Linked DNA regions of Callithrix jacchus: regions 2 and 3 are each linked to region 1. Evidence: chromatin contacts called from public Hi-C data. All regions are on one chromosome and are shown on one strand. Each heading gives the region's core, a stretch centred on a gene start, on an enhancer-like site or on the middle of the called end of the contact. The rest is flanking DNA. Distances are from core to core; before and after follow the strand shown. Region 1 overlaps LOC118145160 (a long non-coding RNA gene). Region 2 overlaps RAD51B (RAD51 paralog B). Region 3 overlaps RAD51B (RAD51 paralog B).

Region 1 (3,110 bases), core at 453-2,952:
AGGCTTTGTGCAGGACAAGCAGGGAGTATTGCTCAAATCCAAGCTGGCTGCCCTGTGGGGGACACAGGCCCACGCCGGCAGGCCTGGGGAGAGCCACTGCCTGCTGAGGTGAGGCCGGCACCAGTTGGTGTGAGGAGCCCACCTCTATCTCAGAGCTGGACTTGGCATCCCAGGATGGGGAGGAAAGGGTTAAGCCGGCTCGGTCTCTGGAGGGAAGGAGGGAAAGCACTCACAGCTATAAACAGAAAGCCCAGGGAGGGAGGGGGCTGACACAGGATGTGGCCAGGGCTCGAGCTGTCTGATTATTAACTTCACTTTTATTTGGAGGGGGATTCGATTCTCTGTTTTACTTCCCATCAAGGAAGTGAAAGCCCAGGTCTCAGAGGGGCCTGGTTTCAAATTGTTTTGTCACAGCTCATTTATTTTTCCTTTTAAATAAATAAACAAAACCACCTCTTTGTTTTCCCCTTAATGAGCATTCAGCAAATCATCTGTGGGTGAAGCATGAACGGGGTTTTCTGGAGTCCTTCATGGGAGAAGTTTGGCTTATTATTTTAAAAGGAAAAAGCAAGGATCTCGCCTTTAGCTCCAGGCTTCTTGAAGGCTGTCAAGGCACTTTCTCTTTTGCCTCCTCTGAGATATCCACTTAGACCAGCGAGGAGTCTGAAATCACAGCCTCAAGCCAGGCCAAGGCCCCAGGAGCTTCCTTGGCTGGACCCTGGGGCCGGACCCACAGCCTGCCATCCCATCTGACATGCCCTGACACCAGGCCACGCAGAGGAAGCACCCAGCACCGGCTCAGTTGTTGTCTTGCTTAGGCGCAGACCCATGGCTGTGTTCCTACAGCACCCTGACATGTCTACTAAAACTAACTTAAAGCACTTAAACACACAAAAGGATTCCATTACAGGTTTAAGAAAAGACCATTACATGTCCCTTTTGCCCAAGGTTCAAAACGTTTGGGAACTTGATTTCAACATAAAATTTGTATCAAAACCCATTCAATCCCATGATCTCCTTGCAACAACCTTTTCCTGAAAGACCTGCACGTGGGACCCCAGGGCCAGTATCACAGGGTCCTGACCCTCAAGGGGTCTCACAATTCAACAATTCAGTGAGGGAGGATGCAGTGACAAAGACTGTAAGGAAAAAACAGGAGAGTTTATAGCAGTAGCTACTGCTACTCAAGGTGGGCAGAGAAGGGAGAAGGCGGATTTTGCTGGAAACTAAAAGGAGAAATCCGGGAAAGCTTCCTGGTGGAGCTGATCTTTAAGCTGAACCTTTAAGGACTGACACGATGAACGGATGTTCTGGAACCCGAGAAATAACCAAGGGCCAGAAAGACAGCATCCATGTATGAACTGAGCTAGACAGAGGCAACAGTGGGGCCTGGGGCTCCTGAGAATGGCATTTCAAGTCCCCATGGTGGACAGGGACGGGAATGCTTCGGCCGCCTGGAGCCAGCTCCGTGGTGCCAGTCCCTGACCTCTGGCTTGATGACTGGTGTGCCTCTTGAGCAAGCAGATACTACGCCTGGTCTTGGACCCTGTCACTTGCCTGCCCCACAAAAACCTGCTGACCGCTGTGACCTACTTTAACGGCCCCTGACTTTCTGCTCTTCGAATATGGGGCAAAAAGGAGGGCGACTGAGGCCACTCAGTACATTTGAGGCTCAGAGGCTCAGGCCTGCCTTCGCAGCGGCTACTGGAGTGGCGATTCCCAAAACCCGGGGTTAGCTGCCAGAGTCCAGGGTGCTCCTGGGCTTCTGCGACGCCCCCGCACTCCCGCGGCCGAGCTTCGCGGTCGAGCTCTCCGGTCGCCCCCCCGGCGTCCGCTCCGCCGCGAGCTAGCACCTAGCCGGGCCGGGCACCGGGCCGGGGCGAGGCCGCCAAGATGGCCGACGCGCTCTGCAGCGCGCGGATCACGCGGGAGGACTGCCCTTGGGCTCCGGGAAGCAGCCAAGGTTCCGCCGCCCTCCCTGGCGCTCTGCCCCGGTCGGTCTGCTGGGATCTCCTTCCCAGCGCCCCCTTCGGCTCCCGGGGCCTCGCGAACCTTCCAGGCCCGAAGCCATCCAGACGCGCGCACCAGGCCCGACCCGGGAGCGGAAGGCGCGACGCAGCCGGGAGGAGAGACAGGGGCCGGGGCTGCTCGGCGGCTCGAAACGCGAGGGGCCCGAGAACCAAGACTGCTGCAGGAGGCTGCGGCGGGGGCGAGATCCTCGCTACAGCTTAGGGCCTGGCGTCCCGCAGCCGCTCTCTCCCGGAAGCCCTCGGAAGCGGCGCGATGGACGTGGCCACACTGCCCTCCAGTGGCCAGCCCGCCGAACAACACTCCTGGGTCCCGTTTGGGGGTCGGGGTGACGTGTCCACGCTCTGCCTTTTGCTACATTTGACGGTGGGATTTGCTCATCCGTTGTTCCTCTTACAGGCCGCCAAAGCTGCCCTCCGCCACAGTGCACACTGACCCAACAGCAGGTTTGCCGCCTTCGGTGGTTCTCAAACTTCAGTGTGCACAGGAATCCCCTCCCCCACCCCGCCCCTGTCCTCCCCTTGACAGTTCTTTCAGACCCGGATTGCTGGGTTCCCCAAATAAGTCAGAGAACTTGCATTTCTAGCAAGTCCTCAGGTGATGCTGAGCTGCTGGCCCGCTGGAGCCACATTTCGGGAACCACTGGCTCGGCTCACTCTTTCTGTCCTGGGGTTTCTGTCACCCCTCATTCAATGCAGAACATGACCTGCAAGGCACTGAGGATGAGTGGGTGGAACAACTTTCCCGCCCTGGTGGAGCTTAGTCTAACTAAGCTTGTTTCAACAAATCACCTGTAAAGAAATACAGGATTCCATTTGAAAAGGCTTTCAAATTCCTGTGAAGGAAAAGGATAAGGTGCTCAGAGAACATATATAAATGGGCACTAATTTCGATTTGGAGTGGGAAAGTTCTCAGGGAAGACTTCTCTGAGGAAACCCTCAAGCTCAGGCCAGGAGGAGGAGGGATGAGGTCCTGAGGGGAATGGGGAGGGACTGGAGCTGGCAGGCCCAGCAGGTAAGGTGCAGACCCTGGCTGTAGAAGCAGAGACTGGCAGGGGCAGGCAGGGGGTCAGAGCCTCTTAG
Region 2 (3,110 bases), core at 357-2,856, 860 kb before region 1:
AGGCCCTATGTCTAAATACCATTACATTGGGGATTAGGGTTTTAATACATTAATTTTGGGAGGACACAAACATTTAGTCCATAGGAGATTGGAAATATTCTAATTCATAAATTCAGTGCTGGGTTCATTAGGTATATATTCTTTAATTATGCTTCATAACCCACATTATACATATATGAAACAAAAGTTATATATATAAAACTATGTAACTATATATATAAAACAATAGTTTTATGTATATAACTAACATAAAACAAAAGTTATATATATAAAACTATGTAACATTTGACAAAGCTTTTCTCTATTTAAATGTAGTAAAATATATATATGTAAAATATATATGCATCTGTCAAGTGTTACATCTGTCAAACATTACATATATTTTACATATATGTGCATCTGTCAAATGTTATGTAGTTTTTTTTTTAAAAAGATATTTCCGTAACTAAACATTTCCCAGTCTGAATTTCTTGAAAGCTTTTGCTTAGGTTAAGTTGTGGGAGAAAAACTGAACTTACCCGGTTAGCTATACTATCTCTTAGCTGTCTTTTTACTTTATCCATCTATTTTTTACTTTTTTTTCGAAACACAGTAACACTAGTGGAGAGGTCTTTTCACATTGCCTGACTCTCCTGGTCTGTCCCATAAGGTTCCATGTACTCTGTCCAGAACTCAGCTTATATATCAGAAGATTCTGTCTGGTCTGCTCAGTCAGAGATATAAGTTCTCATTACCTCAGTGTGTGTGTTTGTATCTGTATTTAATGATGTTTGTGCTTGGCTTTGGCTCGGAATTTTGAAATCTTTGCAGAGTTTCCCAATTTGGTGGACAGTTTTAGAAATAAGGATGTCAGTAGGGAAAAAAAAAAGCACAGAAAAATAGTTTCCTCTTTCATCTGTGTCCCACATTATACAAATGTTCACTGAAAACAGCACCAATTTTCTGGGAAAGGTTTTGACTAAGACTTTTCTCACCCTTTACCCCTACTCTTCAATTCATGGTTCCTTCTTATAACGTGGTCATGTGCTTGCCCAAGCCTGGCTTATGAACCGTGCAGAATATTTGTGGGGTTTTGTTTTTTAAGCCCTAAACTGTGCACATGATGCAGTATTTAATTTGGAATGAGCTCTAAGTTTAGTCACATGTGCTTCTTGTGGTGTTTATCTTGGAATCCACAAGTAGGAGGGAAGTATTTTTGCATTTTATACATCTGGACATTGTTCATGGTCCTTCTGTAACTTGGGAATTCTGTGTGGAGCAAAATCCGAAGAAGGGTATTAAAAATAACATGGAGTTATAATGACATCTAATTCAAAACCCTTGAGAATACCCTTCTGATCCCAGCAGAGTTCTTTTTTGAGGTGGTGAACTTTTTCAATTGTGTGTGGTTCACTGCTGGCCTGAGGAGAATGCTGGGATTATAAGGTTACCTGATACCCTTGCATGTAGGCTAATGGGTTTCTAGACATTCTGAAAGTCTGTTGCAGATTTGGCATGGAGGAAGATTTTGCCTTAATTTTGCATGGGGTAAGATAGGTAAAGTGATTTCTACTCCCTGCTGCTATGCCTCTGTCACAAGCATTGTAAGAGACCTGTTAGACTCTCCCTATTGCTCTCTTAAACTTGCCTAATTCCAGCCAGCTTAGAGCTAAAAGTTGACCCTGAGAATGCCTCATGCTCTCTGTCAGAACTGGGGGTTTAGTAAACTTATCCTTCCCCTGATTTCATATAAGAAGTTGTTTTGAACAGGATTGGACATACAGATATAGCACAGTCACTCCTCCTTTTGGCTAGGGGTCTGCTAGAATGGAAGCAGTGGGAAGGGATGTACAGAAACTACTGCTCTTTGAGTGAGTTTGCATATGGACAGTATTGCTTTTTGGCCCCAGCCTAGTTTTCTTTTATTCCCAAGTCTCATCTTTTATGCAGCTGCAGAGAGCAGGCTGGGAAAGCAGAATGAACGCTTCAAACAGATTTGCACTTCAATAAAAGAAAGAGTGATTTCTCTTGTTCAGAGTACAGACCAGTTTGGGTAGAAAACTGTTTGCTTTTTTACTTTCTGGGTAGGGACTCTTTGCTTTTCTCTCTTTAAATGTAGTAAAGAGAGGAAAAGTGAATAAAGTAGTTAGACCTGCTGGTTATAATTCACAGAGAATTTTCAAATGTGTTTAATAAAGTCTCTCGTATAATTATAACAGAAATAAGTAATTGGTGGGGAAAGGTTAAAATCCTGTCGAGGTTTAAGAATCAGTTAAATACGAGGCAGTATGCTTGGATGAGACAACTCAACTAGGAGCTGCTTCTCTTTGCTGATTTCTCTGGCTTTTGGGATTTTCCCCCTTTTACTTTCATAATGCATTCTGCAACTTTCATTATAAAAATCCATCAATGTGTACACTTCTAGCACATAAACACATCCTGGTCCTATTTTGGAAATCACAATGTAGAGAGAATAGCTTGACTTCAGCTGGAGAGAAGTTAATGATAGGAAACCCAAGGATTGATACCAAGATCGTGCTTGTTTAGTGTTTTAATGACTCCAGAAGGAAATGGTGAAATCTGCTGATGACATCAAATTGTTTTTGCTGATCCAAACAAGGATTTCTTGGAAGCTGCTTCAGAGCATTTGGAATAGTAGAAGAATTGAGCAATATGGTGGCAGACACACTGAACTTAAAGTGAAGGTTTATGTGAAGTAGCAGGAGTAACGTCAATGCGTTGAAGTTTCAAAGCCTGCCAAGTCTTCCAAGAAGACTACAGAGTCTTTACAGTTTTATGAAAGGAAGACTTAAGACAGAGAACATTGATATGTATAACAAATGAAAACTATATGGGAATAGTTGCAGTTATAAAATTCAGTGACTTAAAAATATGATGCCCGAGTTTCTTTCTTTTTAAATGTCAGCAGTAGTGTATCCAAATGAATGTTGTTTCTCTCAAAATGGTCGTAGAAGATATATACCCATTTAATGCATACTTCTTTCTTGGTAAGTTCTTTTGTCAGTTTTCTGTGGTGGCAGGTCTTTCTTTTGTAGGCTGTTTTGAATTTTGAAACAGTCAACTGTCATTTAGAGCCGAGTGTGATGAGTAAGATGGGTAGTCAAACTAAT
Region 3 (3,110 bases), core at 183-2,682, 570 kb before region 1:
TGATTATTTTGTTTACCTCTTAACTTTTTGCCCATTTGGAAACTGAAATTGAGAGCAGTTAAGTGACTTGCTTAAAGTTATATCACTAGTTAGTGCAGGAACAGAAATGAAAAACTATTTCATGATGCCTGGTTTATCACAATGGGAAGCTCTGCCCACGAGAAGGACAGTTCAGTTGAGATGCCCTATAATTTTAAGAACTTTCATGAATATACTAATTTTAGTAGAAACAACTAATCAAGATTGCTATCATTCTAAACGGAACATAATTTTAAGGAGAAACACTTGGAACAATCTAATTTTAAAACTGTAATGCTAATTCTTTATTAGTCTTTTGGGGGGATGTTTTTTCACATGTTGCATGGCATACTTGCACATTTTCTTATTTAATACTTCTTTTAACCTTGAAAGCATTTATTTGAGAATGAACACTAGCACTCCAGGACGAGTTCAATACAGAAAGCCACATACATATAAATGGCAGCCATAACCCAAAGAAGAGAATAATGTAGTGAGGGAAATGGTCTTCAGGATGCTGCACAGTGCTTTATAGTTACAGAATGCCTTCATGTATGTTCCTAATGGATCCTCGGGGCAGTCCTGTAAAAGGGGGAAGAATGGGTGTAGGTAGAGCTGTTTTCCAGAACATGAAATCGAAGCTCAGAGATACTGCACAGCTCACCAGCATAGCGAGGAAGCTCCTGCATCGGGGCTCACGTTCAGACTTTCACTCCAAGCCCACAGCTCGTTTTCTTACTTCATGATGCGTAAGTTGCAGAAGTAATAATGCTTTAAAAAGCAATCTTCATTTTTTTCTGTTTACTTTTTCCTCTCCAGGGCAGAAACTGTAACTATCCTTGTCCAGTTCCAGTTTGTATTATTGTATTCATGGTATTTACCTTAATTGGAGGGAACAGTCCTTTTAAATATCACTCAAATGGGTTTTTGAGGTTATGTTCTTTTCTCCTTCACATCCTAAACTTCAGACCTTATACTCTTCGGCCTTCCATTCAAATGAGAAGGGCTGGTGTAATTGCTGACAGTGCCTCCCCAGGCCACCAGTGTAAGTGAAGAATCTTCATGTTTGAAAAGAAGAAAAAATGCAATTTAGTGAAGTTCATGATTCTGCTTTTACTCTTTAACACAGCCTGTATTTTTTTAAAACGTTATTTGTTTTTACACATAACACTAGGTGGCAGAATAACTACACCACAAAGCACCACATCCTTTGTTTCTCACTACTCTGGGGAGTGGGGACCTGAGTAGTGAGGCATAAACCATCTGTGGCTACGAGATTGGACCAACCAACATGGCCAATATTTTCTTGACAGGGAACTGGCTGCTGTGATTCTAAAACATATGCTTCCAAGATACTGTCTTTAAGATTTCCATCTTTCTTTTTTCCCCAGCTCCCCTGGATTTTAATTGGTCTGCCCCATTGCACTCTGCTAGCAGAGGTTGGACACAGCCTGCAGGCAGCTGCTTTGAAATGGCAGATTGGGATGCATGTGTCCATTGGTGCTGGCATTCTTGCCTTTGTGTGCCAGTGGGTCATGAAGGGTCTAGGGGTAAGGGGGTAAGGCACCTGAGCCCTTGCCCAAATGGCACCAACCCCTCTGGCAGAGGGCAGCAGTGGCTGGTCTGAGTCAGCTGGAAGATGCTGCCCTCACCAACTCAGGTTTACAAAACAGGTGTTTTAAAGAGCAGTCTGATCCTGGTTCAGCTCTTTGCCGCAGCCGGTGGGACATTGCCTCTCAGTTTCTTCCTAACAATTTACTGGTGTCTACTACCCTGGATGCCTCACATGCCACAGGACACACTAAGCTAAATAAAGCAGAGCAAATTCTGTCTTTTATGTTGTGAAGAGTATCAACTTGGGTTATGGAAATACTTCTTTGGATTTTTGCCGAAAAAGAAAAGAACAGTGTTAAAACAAAACGATACCAACTAGTAATAATACTCTAAGTAAAACCAAGTATACCCCAGTAAAACCAAGTCAGAATGTATAAAATTGATCAAACAAAAAGATTTTATTGTAATTACAAAGGCATCCTTTACTTTATGACTGAAACCACAATCAGATTTCATTAAATAGTGAGTTTCTGATGTGAATTGTAAATGATTTCATCTACCAAAAAAAAGTATTTAAATCTTGACTTTTCAGGAACGCACTTGTTATATAAAACAAAAACCAACTGTCCTGTAGTTTTACACATACACTTACATCACACCCTATACCACTTGCCGACTGGGAATCCTAGGGGATCTTTTAGTTTTTAGCTGGAGGTCCAGGTTGTATCCTAATTTTGAACACACAGCCCTGGTGACATGAAAGGGCATTGTTGACATGACCAAGGTGAGTCCCGGTAATCGGCACAATCCTGTAGGCTAGGGATATGGGGATCTTAAGTTTGTTTGCCTGCTAGGGCTGCAATTCTTTTCTAAAGTACATGACTTTTGAAAATACCTCAAACCACATATATAAAGCAGACTAAGGATATTAATCGCGGGCTACCACCATAGTGAGTCTTTGAAGCCAGGAGAAGGTGGTGAGACCTTCTTGTTTGTTAAGGAAGAAATGTCGTAAAAATTCCAAAGCAGGACTCGAATTTCCAGGGGAGAGGGCCTCTTTATTGTTTCCTCTAATAGCTGCTTTGGCGCTTTAGTGAATAGATGTGTTGCGCAAAGTAACCTAGATGCATCTGAACTTTACCCCAGCTTGGCTCCCACTTTCGTATTTAGCATCCATTCTGAATTATTCATTTATGTTATTTTTGCTGTTGTTTGTCACTTCTTCTTCCTCTCTCCCTACCAGTCCCCCTCATTTGTCCTGTCTTGATTTTCACACTTCTCTAATTAATTGGTATCTTCTGCTCTTAGCAGTGCAGCAAATGTGTCTGCATTTTTATGTGGATCTTCACTATGCAGACTATGCTTTTAAGTTTCTGGAGTAGAATGATGGTAAAAATGAGTCATGGCTTATTTCTATATTTGTTTCTGAGTCAAGAAGCTTAATTTTCTTACTATAATGCCTGAGAGATCAAGCTGTATAGTTTACTTTTAAGGGAAACAATCACAATTTAGTCAATTCCTTTAAGTAGACATTTTCA

The links. A called contact is a pair of places that touch in the nucleus more often than the background predicts.
Region 2: a Hi-C map of skeletal muscle shows a contact between it and region 1, with 17 times the contacts expected there. The contact joins two enhancer-like sites. A contact is called at or near these places in 2 of 3 Hi-C or Micro-C datasets (both in skeletal muscle).
Region 3: a contact with region 1 is called in a Hi-C map of skeletal muscle, with 7 times the contacts expected there. The contact joins two enhancer-like sites. A contact is called at or near these places in 3 of 3 Hi-C or Micro-C datasets (induced pluripotent stem cells and skeletal muscle).

Annotation. Positions count from the first base shown.
Region 1 is chr8:103,806,444-103,809,553 of calJac240_pri, forward strand. LOC118145160 (a long non-coding RNA gene) reads left to right here. Exons shown (of 3, transcript XR_013521297.1): 2 at 1-2,474. Among named protein-coding and RNA genes, the nearest start is that of ZFP36L1, 31 kb to the left of the region's middle. Within about 2 kb of position 1,703, at least 13 of the 16 cell types and tissues checked have an H3K27ac peak or open chromatin away from gene starts, as enhancers often do. A contact at or near this core is called in skeletal muscle, where this site is marked.
Region 2 is chr8:102,944,430-102,947,539 of calJac240_pri, forward strand. The region is part of intron 6 of RAD51B (RAD51 paralog B); the gene reads left to right. It also overlaps the pseudogene LOC103795813. Among named protein-coding and RNA genes, the nearest start is that of RAD51B, 110 kb to the left of the region's middle. Within about 2 kb of position 1,607, at least 8 of the 16 cell types and tissues checked have an H3K27ac peak or open chromatin away from gene starts, as enhancers often do. A contact at or near this core is called in skeletal muscle, where this site is marked.
Region 3 is chr8:103,238,594-103,241,703 of calJac240_pri, forward strand. All of the region lies in intron 6 of RAD51B (RAD51 paralog B), which reads left to right. Among named protein-coding and RNA genes, the nearest start is that of RAD51B, 410 kb to the left of the region's middle. Within about 2 kb of position 1,433, at least 8 of the 16 cell types and tissues checked have an H3K27ac peak or open chromatin away from gene starts, as enhancers often do. A contact at or near this core is called in skeletal muscle, where this site is marked.